Regions from separate parts of the Sus scrofa genome. Here region 2 is linked to region 1. A link is a contact called in public Hi-C data. All regions are on one chromosome and are shown on one strand. The core of a region is the stretch at or near the end of the contact, and the rest is flanking DNA. Distances in the headings are between cores, read along the strand shown. Region 1 overlaps LOC102160723 (a long non-coding RNA gene). Region 2 has its middle 120 kb from the start of C5H12orf75.

Evidence for each region. A called contact is a pair of places that touch in the nucleus more often than the background predicts.
Region 2: a Hi-C map of liver shows a contact between it and region 1, with 4 times the contacts expected there. The contact joins two enhancer-like sites. A contact is called at or near these places in 2 of 47 Hi-C or Micro-C datasets (liver and skeletal muscle) and 1 of 2 datasets of contacts at active chromatin or transcription factors (skeletal muscle).

Annotation. Positions count from the first base shown.
Region 1 is chr5:14,499,152-14,504,712 of Sscrofa11.1, reverse strand. All of the region lies in intron 2 of LOC102160723 (a long non-coding RNA gene), which reads left to right. Among named protein-coding and RNA genes, the nearest start is that of C5H12orf75, 250 kb to the left of the region's middle. Within about 2 kb of position 2,137, at least 15 of the 83 cell types and tissues checked have an H3K27ac peak or open chromatin away from gene starts, as enhancers often do. A contact at or near this core is called in liver, where this site is marked.
Region 2 is chr5:14,637,086-14,642,641 of Sscrofa11.1, reverse strand. No RefSeq gene overlaps it. Among named protein-coding and RNA genes, the nearest start is that of C5H12orf75, 120 kb to the left of the region's middle. Within about 2 kb of position 2,096, at least 1 of the 83 cell types and tissues checked has an H3K27ac peak or open chromatin away from gene starts, as enhancers often do. A contact at or near this core is called in liver, where this site is marked.

The sequences.
Region 1 (5,561 bases), core at 888-3,387:
GGCGGGCCTGGGTGGCTAGAGGGGGCTGGGCTTGAGTCTTCCTGTGTCCCCGGTAGGCTAGGCTCTGCTCTAACCAGAGCAGGTTAGGCTCTGCTAAAACTATTTAGCAGACCTTGCTAAGATGACCAAATGCTCTGGCATATTCAGAGTAGTTCCTTTTCCCCTCCCCTTGCTGGAAGCATGGAATGTTCTCCAGTGTTCCCTGGGAAGAACCCCGCGGAGTTCCTGGAGCTCAAACTCACGGAAGAGTGAATCGCTGCCATGACTGAGTTCCCCTGGCGTTTTCTAATCTCGGGGCTGGTTCTGCTGACTATCAGCAATTCCTCCGTCACAGTTTAGGTTTGCCCACCTGGTGTTGTTTCCCATGGAAGTTTCTGCTCCTGCAAATTATGATTCTCTGTATCCACCTGTGTCTCTCTCTCTAATTTTGGAAGCAGCAGCTCACCCCATGACTTTACCTCTCTGGCAAATCTAAGAAGAGTTGTCGATTTCTTTAGTGTGTGCAGATGTTTGTTTTTAGGATAGACTGAAGGCTTCTAAGTTCCTTATGTGTCAGACCAGAAACCAGAGTCTGCACTGACTTTTAAGTCCTTATCCCGGAGCTCCCTCTGTGGCACAGTGAGCTCTGCAGTGTCTTGGGAGCACTGGGATTGGGGTTCGATCCCTAGCCCAGCGTTGCTGCAGCTGCGGCTTAGGGCACGACTGCAGCTTGGATCTGATCCCTGACCTGGGAGCTCCATATGCCATGGGGGAAGGGCAGAGATATTGCCCTGTTGGAGTCCCCTCGTGGAAAATAACAACCCTGCTTTCCCACTGGGAATCATGTTTTCTTGGCCACTGTTACAGAAACTGTGTTGCACTGATGACATTGATGTCCATGGCTTAACGCCTTTGAACTAAAGTACCATCTAGAAAATGCCAGATCCCACCTCAAGGCTTCACATTATTCAGAAGACTTTATTTCCAGGAAAAATTTACCAGCACTATAACCCTCTCAGGAGGAACCTTCGTACAGCACGTTCTGGGCTCCCTGCGGGGAGGATCGTGCCGGGAGGGGGTTACTTCGGAAAGTTGGAGGAGAGGAGGGAACTGACCCAATTAGAAGGATTGCTGTGAATCAAGCATGAGAACAGGTAACAGTTACTTTGTTGTCATCCAGGGATACAACAGTGTTTTATTCAGTGCTTCCCATTTTCCAGTTCTCTTTTAACCCTCGAAACACGCTGATGAATTGGGTAGCTGGCTATAGTGTATTGGTTAAACCATGGGCTAGACCGCCTGGCTGTCCATCCTGGCTCTGGCCCTTGTGTATGACCTTGGGTGCATCACTTACCTTCAGGTGACTCAGTGTCGTCATCTGCAAACTGAAAAGAGTCGTAGCTTCCCCCTTAGAGGCCTCTTTGTGGGATGAGGTGAATTAATATGTGGTGAATACAGGAGTTCCTGCTGTGGCACAGTGGGTTAAGGATCTGACATTGCCACAGATGTGGATGAAAAAGAAACACGTGGCAGTTACACAAAGTGCTGTCACTATAGCCTTACTTCCGTTATTGCAAGTCGAGAAACCAAACCTTGAAGAGCTGTGTCTAGGGTCACACAGCCAGGAATTTGTCGGCTTGAGGGCAGGGCTAGGCATTGAGGGACAGTGGGACTTGGATGAGCAGACGCAGCGGGGAGAGAGCTCCCGGGCTAGACAAGGAGAAGATGGTACAGAATTGCCTGCAGGGGACCGTGGATATTCTAAGTGTGGTGAGGATGGAGTTTCCCAAAATAAATTATTTTTTTTCCCTTTTTAAAAATTTGCCAGAGAGGCATTCCCTACAGCTTGCTTTTTCCTGATAATCACGCAGGATGCGATCTCCTGGGAAAAGAGGTGGGGAATGCCCCTCCCCCGCCGTGCACAAACGGTGAGTCATGGCCTATTTTGGTTCAGGTTAGAAGAGTAACCTGGTGAAATTCCAAGGTTGGTTGGTGGAAAGAGCATTCTTTTTGGCTTTTCTTACAGAGCCAGATTTTTGTAAACAGAGTTTCCCGGACAGAAAGAGGAAATCAGGTTCCAGTAAAAACAAGTCACTTGAGAGACAGGAAGGAAGTCGTGTGGGTGTTTGGGGTTGCTCGCTTTGGTTCTGGATGGTCTTCTAGTTCCTTACGTGTGGCCAAGGAATTTAATCAGCATTGGAATAAATCTGATAAGGACCCTGTGCGCTGATGGAACCCCACCCTTGATGCCTTCCAGGGGGGGCATCCTAGCATGCCTGAAGCTCCCCCCAGTTTTGCTATTTATGCCAGTCGGGGAATTTCAAGCCCCCCCTCCTTTCTTTTGCCTTTTCTAGGGCCGCTCCCACGGCACATGGAGATTCCCAGGCTAGGGGCCTACACCACAGCCACAGCAACGCAGGATCCGAGCCGCATCTGCAACCTACACCACAGCTCATGGCAACGCCGGATCCTTAACCCACTGAGCAAGGCCAGGGATTGAACCTGCAGCCTCATGGTTCCTAGTCGGATTTGTTAACCACTGCGCCGTGACAGGAACTCCTTCAAGCCCTTTTTGTATCTGTGTTTTATATAATGTTTCATTTCTTCCAAGTCTTCTGTGACCGTTGTCTCAAGGATTCACAGCTACCATGCTGAGGTGGCCAGGGCCGGAGTGATTATTCCCATTTTGTAACTGAGAAAGCAGTTGCTAAGAGAACGCCTTTCCTGCCCGAGGTCACACAGCTGGCAAGTGTGCTGGGCTGGAACCCAGAGCTTAATAAGAAGCCCTTTGGCCTGGGAAGGTACCTGTCCATGGGGGATGGGGCTAGATTGTGAGATGTGCAAATGGAGGCTCAGTCTTCTGCCCCTTTGCCCTCTGCTGCCCAGCCCTGTGCCAGCCTGTCATAGCGGGGCTCGGGTATTTCTTTTCAGTGCATTAAAAGGAGACCACCAGCACTCAAGGTTTGCTTAGGACCAGGTGAGGGCTAAGCCTTTTTATAGCTGGAGTAGGAGTCCTGGCTGGGGAGGTTCCCAATAAAGTTTTAATTAAAAAACTGCCCAAGGGATGTGCTTTTAAACTGTGTGGTGCAACGGCAGTACAATATATTGCTTTCTTCTGCTTTGGTCAGGGGGAAGGGCCTGGGACCAGGAGGCGGAACGAGATGTCTTTCTCTGCTTCTCTGTTGCCCCAGCGTGAAACAGCTACCTGTGGCACCTTCTCTGTGTCTTATATGCCTGCCCCATCCTCCCCTCCCCTCCTGCCTGTTACCCCAGTGGCTCCGGTCCACAGCCATCTTCCCCCACCCAAGGTGAATCTCTTTGGACCCAGTTTAAGAAAGACAAACGGGCCCCCTTATCAGAGACGGTGGCAGGAGGCAAGGCTTGGCGGGCAGGCAGCCTTGGTCTCCTACACTAGCGTCTCCCACATCTATCCCCAGCCTTACGGGAGCTCCCTGCTCCTTTGACCTCTGCCATGGCCCAAAGCACAGGCCCAGGTACGTGGTGTGGATGAGTCAGATTTGGCTCTGTGGAGAACACGCAGGGAAAATGCACTTGGGCAGCTGAGAGGGCGCCCTGTGAGCTTATCAGGTGTGGAATCCCAGCTGAGTGCGGTAGGGCTGTCAGCGAAGGTGCCCTATTCTTCTGCCTGCTCCCCAACCTCAGTGGGCTGCCCTCTGCTCATTCACTTGGAGGATGCCAGCTTCTCAGCTGCCTGTGCGGCTGCCAGGCTTCCTCTAGGGACGGCAGTACTGTTTCTGCAGGTGCAATGGTTTATGTTTTAGGAAGACTCTTCAGTTTTGAATAGTTAGCCTGACTTGGGAAGAGCCTCACCTAGTGAGGGCGTCTGCTGCTGAATGAAACACCTGCCACATGCCAGGCACTGTTTGAGCTGCACTGCGTGTGTTAGCGCTCTTAGGCCTCGCATCGCTGTGTACAGGCCTGACAAACACACTTCAGGATGGAACAGTTGAGATTCCTTGTGCTTACCTCATGTGCCCAGAAACAAAGTGTGACAGCAGACTCCTTGACAGAGCCTGGGTCCTGTTGCAGGCCTTTCTGACTCCGAGGTCTAGTCCTGTAACTGCTACATCACGCGGCGTCGCTCAGACAATGTCTGGTGTGTCGCTCTGATGTCTGCCATGTGTTCATGCCTCGCACCCGTGCAGGTGCACGTTTGTGTGCTGGCCTTTGCTGATGCGTCCTCTCCCTAAATGGAACTCAATGAGGCTGGCTCGAGGGGCATCGTAAATGCTCTGCCACCTACAGACCCTCGTCGACGTGCTCCGGACCCCTGACCTCGCCTCCCACCCTCCTTCTAGCCCCTCACTTCCATTCTGTTCTCTTGACCTTCTCGTGGCTCCTTAGACACATGAAGCCTTCTCCTGTCTCAGGGCCTTTGTGCTTCCTGTTCTCTTATTCTGGAATGTTCATCACCCTGATGACTGCTGGGTTCACTCCCTTGTTTCACCCAAGTCCGCTCAAATATCTCACCTTCGCCGAGAGGCTGTCGCTATTGTGTATATATATAAAAAAGCATTGAGAACTATGTCTAGATACTCATATTGCAATGGAACAAAGAGAAAATGTGTACATGGAAGAATAACTTGATCCCCATGCTGTACAGTGGGAAAAAAGAAAAAAAAAAGATCATTAAAAAAACCCCAAAACATCCTCTTTTTCTCCCACCACTAGGGCCTCTCTCTCTGTCCACTGCTTCATTCTCCAGTCTCACTTTTTAACTTAGAATAAATGTTGCCATATCAAGGTAGAAGCAGATAAAGCCCCTGAGGGTTGCTATTAAACACCACAGCTAAAAATAGCACAAAGCTCTTAGAACAATTTTTGTAAATGTATTTTGAATGATCACGTGCAGATTGTTTGCTTGTAACTATTGCTTGAAAAGCTAGAAGTTTGGACTTGATCCCAGCTAGAAAGTTCTTTGCTATTACCTGTATGAATGTGCGTAATTAGAACGCCGTATAGATAATTATACACGAAGTCTCCTAACTTACCCCATAGGAATGAATACCTATATCCTTGGAAATTCCAGAACACGTACTTCTCTGGTAAATACGGCGGTTAAGCCAAAGTTCTACGGAGGAACTGAGTAACCTCCTAAGCTGAGGAAGGAGGCAGCACTGAAAATGCAGAGTAGAGAGATGGAAAGGATCCGGGTTCCTGAGGTTATCGTGAGCCACGGACTCACCCGGTTCTAAAACCGACCTCGTCCTTGAACTTGTCCTGCATTTCCAAATTATTGAAGTCAGTGTGAATCAGCATTTTCTGTTACTTGCATCCAAAGACACTCTCATTGCTGCTCTGAGTTATTATTTGATACCACGTCTGTCCTCGGATCATCAGTAAGGTCACTGGGAGCTGGGTCTGTTTCCTGTTTATGTTGGTATTTGTGCTCCTTGGTGCGCATAGCACTGTGTTTGATACAGAGTGGATCACAAATGTGTGCTTCAATGAAAATGTACCTACAAGGAGATATGTATAGCTTTGTATATGTAGATGATATTTCAGACTTTTTGCAGGTCTTAGGTTCATTGCTTTATACAGTTGCATGAGAGAATAATAAA
Region 2 (5,556 bases), core at 847-3,346, 140 kb before region 1:
TTTCTTTTTCTTTTTTTTTTGTCTTTTTTGGGCCAGACTTGCAGCATATGGAGGTTCCCAGGTGGGGGGTCTAATCAGAGCTGTAGCTGCCGGCCTACACCACAGCCACAGCAACTCGGGATCGGAGCTGCATCTGCAACCTACACCATAGCTCATGGCACTGCCGGATCCTTAACCCACTGAGCGAGGCCAGGGGTCGAACCTGCATCCTTATGGATCCTAATTGGGTTTGTTAACTGCTGAGCCAGGACAGGAACTACCAGTCTTTCATTTCTGACTGTTACTTGTGTCTATTTCCAGGGGGCTGAGGTGCTTCCCGCAGATGGTTTTCTGGGTTCTTCTGTCTTTCAAGTGCACAAGAACTTCTTAGTTTTTTGTTGTTGTTGTTTGTTTAGTATGAAGTTTCTAAACACAGAAGTTAAGAATTTTTCTTTTCATAAGGTAGGAAATACTGGATAGAAGGAAAACAGAATCTTGACAAAACCTTAAGAAAATTCTCCGCAAATCTACCCTCAGACCTCCCAGGAGTCAAGGCCCAGAGGCACCAGGTTGAAACTCTACCACCTAAAGAGGGCTTTTATTTTATTTTATTTTTTATATTTTTGTTTTAGGGCAGCACCTGCGGCATATGTAAGTTCCCAGGCTTGGGGTCGAATAGGAGCTGCAGCTGCCAGCCTACACCACAGTCACAGCAGCATGGGATCCGAGCCATGTCTGTGACCTACACCACAGCTCACAGCAATGCTGGATATTCAGCCCACTGAGCAGGGCTAGGGATTTAACCCATGTCCTCATGGATAGTAGCCAGATTTGTTTTTGCTGAGCCATGATGGGAACTCCTAGAGAGGTCTTTCTGTGGGGTGCCACTGGCTCAGATTCCCCTGGGGTGTGTGTGTGTGTGTGTGTGTGTGTGTGTAATAAGGAAAGCTATTGTATCTCTGCTAAAAAGGCAGCAAGTTAACACCTTTTACCAGGCTACCCTAAGCGTGGTTATTTCAATGGAAATGGACAATGTGGGGATGTGACAGCGACAGGCCAAGGAACTGGGCTTTGGGGGCTGCTTCTGAATAAGATGGAGACAAAGGTGCCACCTGACTGGCACATCCGGATGTCCCCTTTCTGACCTCTTGGCCAGTTTCGCTGCTTCCTCGCCCAGCCTACCACCCACCGTCCTCCTGCCGGCCCTTGTGTGAGCAGCCCTGACCCGAGGTCCGAGACGCTCTCCTCTCACTCAGGACCTTCCCGACCCCCTTCTCTCCCTGTTGCAATGTGGACATCCCGTCCGTTTCCTCGGGGCCTGCTCTTGGAGTCTAGCTAATCTGCTACTGTGATAATGGAAATGCCTGCCTTCCTCCCTACCCCAGATAACACACTGGCAATTTCATTTTCACTCAGACACGGACAAGTGGGGAGCTGGTAGGAGCGGGGCCAACGTTTTCAGATAGCATCAAAGTTATTGCCGTCCAGCCTTCTTGTTATTGTTTTTGCTTAAAAAAAAAAAAAAAAAAAAAAAAAAGAAAAAAAAGCCAAGGACAAGCCAACCAACAAACAAAACAGAAACTGTTTTGCAAATTCAGGTCAAGTTTACGGTTCCTTGTGGCTCTGACATGTTTTTCCCCCGTGGGACTCTTACATAACAAGGCTTTTTCCAGCTCATAAGTTGTACCTACCCCACTTTTTTCTAGATGATTGGCGCAAATGAGAAAAATGTTGTCCCCTTCCCCAACACACAGAGAGGATGCTCATTTCTTTCCATCTCTTTTTTGCAAGAAGACCCTCCCAGAGGGAAGAGGACAGGGATCCCCGGAACCCTCATCCCACTGTCCCCGCTCCATCCTGCGGAGGAATCTAGGGATGTCTGTGCAGGATAAAGTGTGGCCAGGCTGCCTCTTTCTTGCCAGACCTCTGGCCCTTGTTCTTCTCTGGGTTGTTTCTGACCCGGCAGCTGGGCTGTGTGTCTGGAGAATTCCCTTTGCTCATTTTCCCAGAGCCACCCATGCCTTGCCGTCTTCCTCCTCCCATCTTTGTCCTCCGTGACGCAGGATGCCCTCCACCAAGGGGTTATCTCATTTCCTCAGTCCCGAAGGAAAGAGAGGAAGAGCCCATCCCATGGAAGAGAATCGTCTCTGTTTCAACCTCCCACCTAAGTCATACCACCGACCTCAGCAACCCCAGGGGAGCCTGGATCTTCCCCTAGAGGTTGATAAGAACCAAGGGAACACCATCTATCTCCTTTCCAGGCATATGGCAGACATCACTAATCAATTATGATTTTCCATGGAGCCTCAGAGGGCTGTGCCCCAGCAGACATTACCAATCTATCAGAGTTTGCGCTGGAGAGCAAATATTTGCCATCCCTGGCATAGCGATACTTCTGCCATTCATGTAGGAGGATGGGAATAGGAGCAGTTTTTGAGCAGCCCATAGCTAACAAGACATGGAACCGGGGCAGGGAGGGGGCCAAGATGTTTTCTTAGGTTTTGTGTGGATTTAGCTTTAGGGTCGGTCAAAAGCTTTATCTGGTTCTCCTGCTCTGGGCCTGAATGTGGCATCTCCCTTTGCTTTCTCTGCTGAAGAGGAAAGAAAAAGAGCAAGAAGTAACAGCCCTTAGGGGACCAGGAGACATACTCCTTGGGGAGGAAAATAAGTGATGCGGGGCAGGGATTATGGCAGCCAGAGGGTCCGGGCGGCAGAGGAAGGGGGTCAGGGAGGTGGGGACGGGCGGGCCGAATGGGAGCCATCCAGTTCTCTGGCGGCCCTCACGGCCCACGGTGACCCCACAGAACAACACGTATTCCCCTTGTCTGCCGCTGGTATTTAGACGCCGCTGGAATGTCCTGGCAGCACTGTCTGTCCAAATCCATTCAAAATTGATTTTTGTGTCTTTGATGGGGGGAATTTTGGCCAGGATCTGTGTCGCCCCTCCCACCCCCCATGTTTAGTGAGACCATCTCTTTTCCTTCAGCTTATTAGCTGCCTCTCTGTGGGAGGCTGGGCCTTCGCCTTCCCTCTTGAGCCGGTTCAAATGATCTGAAGCCGTCGCAAGGATTGAGGTGGGTCCACCCAGCAAGGCTGAAATGCCCAGATGCAGTTATTTAAAGCAGCAGCCTCTCAGCAGGGTTGACACAGCCCAGCGCTGAGAAATTGGGTTCTCGGCCAGGATCTCCCCACTTTGCTGGAGAGCCAGGAAAGGGGGAGGAATGTCCAGAGCCAGAGTGGAGGAAAAGGAGTCAGAAGAGAGAAGCTCTAGAGGGCATGTGGGAAACATCCTGGTGGGATTCCCTGCAAGGCCAGCTCCTCCACTCAACGCGCCTTTTTGGAGACCCATGGCCTCAAAAAGTGAGCTTGCTTGCACTGTCAGCAGCTGATGGGGCGCTGATAGGTGCCAGGGGCTCTTGGGGGCTAGAGAAGTGGAGGAAGAGCAAAGCCTTTCCTCCAGGACTTTACAATCAGACAGAAGAGAGGATAGGTACAAACCTAATTAAAATTAAAATGTGGAGGACAGCTAAGCGATACTAGGAGTTCAGATTATATGGAACTACAATCTCTCAGGCTCCAAGAACTAGATTTTTGGGCATTTGCATGTGTGTGTGTTTATCAAGAATTCTCTGCCCTCCAGGAGTTCCGTCGTGGCGCATGGTTAACGAATCGACTAGGAACCATGAGGTTGCGGTTTGTCCTGCCTTGCTCAGTGGTTAACGATCCGGCGTTGCCTTGAGCTGGTGATCCTCTGCCCTCCAGACAAAGGACTCCTCCATTCTCCCATCTTGGCTTCTTGGCTGTTCCTTGGGGTCACCTGCTGACCTTGAAGACATACTGATGCCATGCTCTGTTCCCAGAAGTTCTGAAGCCATTGGGTCCAACTCTGGGGAGGGGGGGATCCCATAGGGATGGACAAGATGAAGTTGTATGATAGGCTGGACTCCAGGGCTCATCTAATTTGATGGATTTAATCTTGTGAAGATGGTGTTGGTATGGGATGGAGTGTAGCTTCTGTAAGTCAGATGGGAACGACTGTCTTTTCTCTGGGGGTAGGTGAGGAAGGAGGTGGTCTCTGGATTGTGTTTTCTTGGAAAATGGACCCAAAGGAGGCAGGGTTTCATAGCCCAAAGCAACCCTTCCTTCTGCTTCTTTAATATTAACATACACTCCGGGGAGGACTTTCCTCAGTTCATTCATTCTTCCCTTCTACCCTCTCCTCCCTTCCTGAAGCCTTCATCTACATGTATTTATTGAGTGTGCGCCATGTCCTAGGCACAGTTTTGGGGGTCCAGCAATAATAAGGCAGATTAGTCTTTTTGTAATTGTTGTTTATTTATTGCTTTCTAGGGCTGCACCTGTGGCATATGGAAGTTCCCAGGCTAGGGGTCAAATTGGAGCTGCAGCTACAGCCACGGCAACGTGGGATCTGAGCCTCATTGGAGACCTACACCACAGCTCATGGCAATGCCAGATCCTTAACCCACTTAGCAAGGCCAGGGACTGAACCTGAATCCTCATGGATACTAGTCAGGTTCTTAACCTGCTGAGCCACAACAGGAACTCCCAAGCCAGCTTAGTTCACGATGTCAAGGAGCTGGTCTCTTAGGTGCTTGCTATTAAGCAAACACGAGTGGTGGTAGAAACGTGTGTGTTCTGTATATGGGACTTTTCCTGAAGAGTTGGCCGTTGGTGCCTTAGCGTTGTATTTTGTGGCTGTCCCAGCATCCCTAGTAAGCCGAGCATCCCGTTGCCCTTGTGAGGGCACCAGATGGGTAGGTGAGCCTTTTTGGATGTGCCAAGCCAAGAAAGGACTATGGTCCCATCCAGCATCAGCATGAGCAGAAGATCCTCCCAACTCTCTGTGTAAGTTTTACATTCAACAAGGATGCACCCTTGTCACTAGAAAACGTGGTGAGCTGACTATGATGACACAGGGAAAGAATTTTACCCGGGCATGGAAGACCTAGGTTCCAGCCTCGACTCTTCTACTTTCTAGACAGAATCTACTGGGTCTATTACTTTCCCGGGCTCTGACCTGTTCATTTTTGACTGATTATCACAATAAAATATGTTCCGAGAGCTTATTGCGGGCTACTTATTCTGTTGAGAACTGTATACCTATTATTTTATTTTCATTCTCACTCTACTCCTGTGAGGTAGATGCTATTACTACACGGCTCAGAGAGGTTAAAAGGCATGTCCAAGGTCAGGCGGCTGGTAAGTAACAGGACTGGAGTGGAAAACCCAGGTTGTATGACTTCAGGGCCTGAGCTCTTGCCATACATGGGAATGTTACTTCTTCACTCGCTTGTTCTTAAGATTACATTATCTATTGTGTGAAAGCAGAAAGCAGCTGGATTATTTCCTGACACACAGGAGCATCCCAATCATTATCGGGTGATTTTTCAACCAATGTGCTTTATGACTCCAGGCTAACCCTTTCCTAAATTGTGTTATTATACTACTATGGGAACTCAAAAGGGCCAAAATAACTAACAGTGTTTCCCAATGTTCCCAGCCCCACTTAGCAGTGATCATAATAGAAAAATGTTTGCACAGTTCTGGAATAAGATG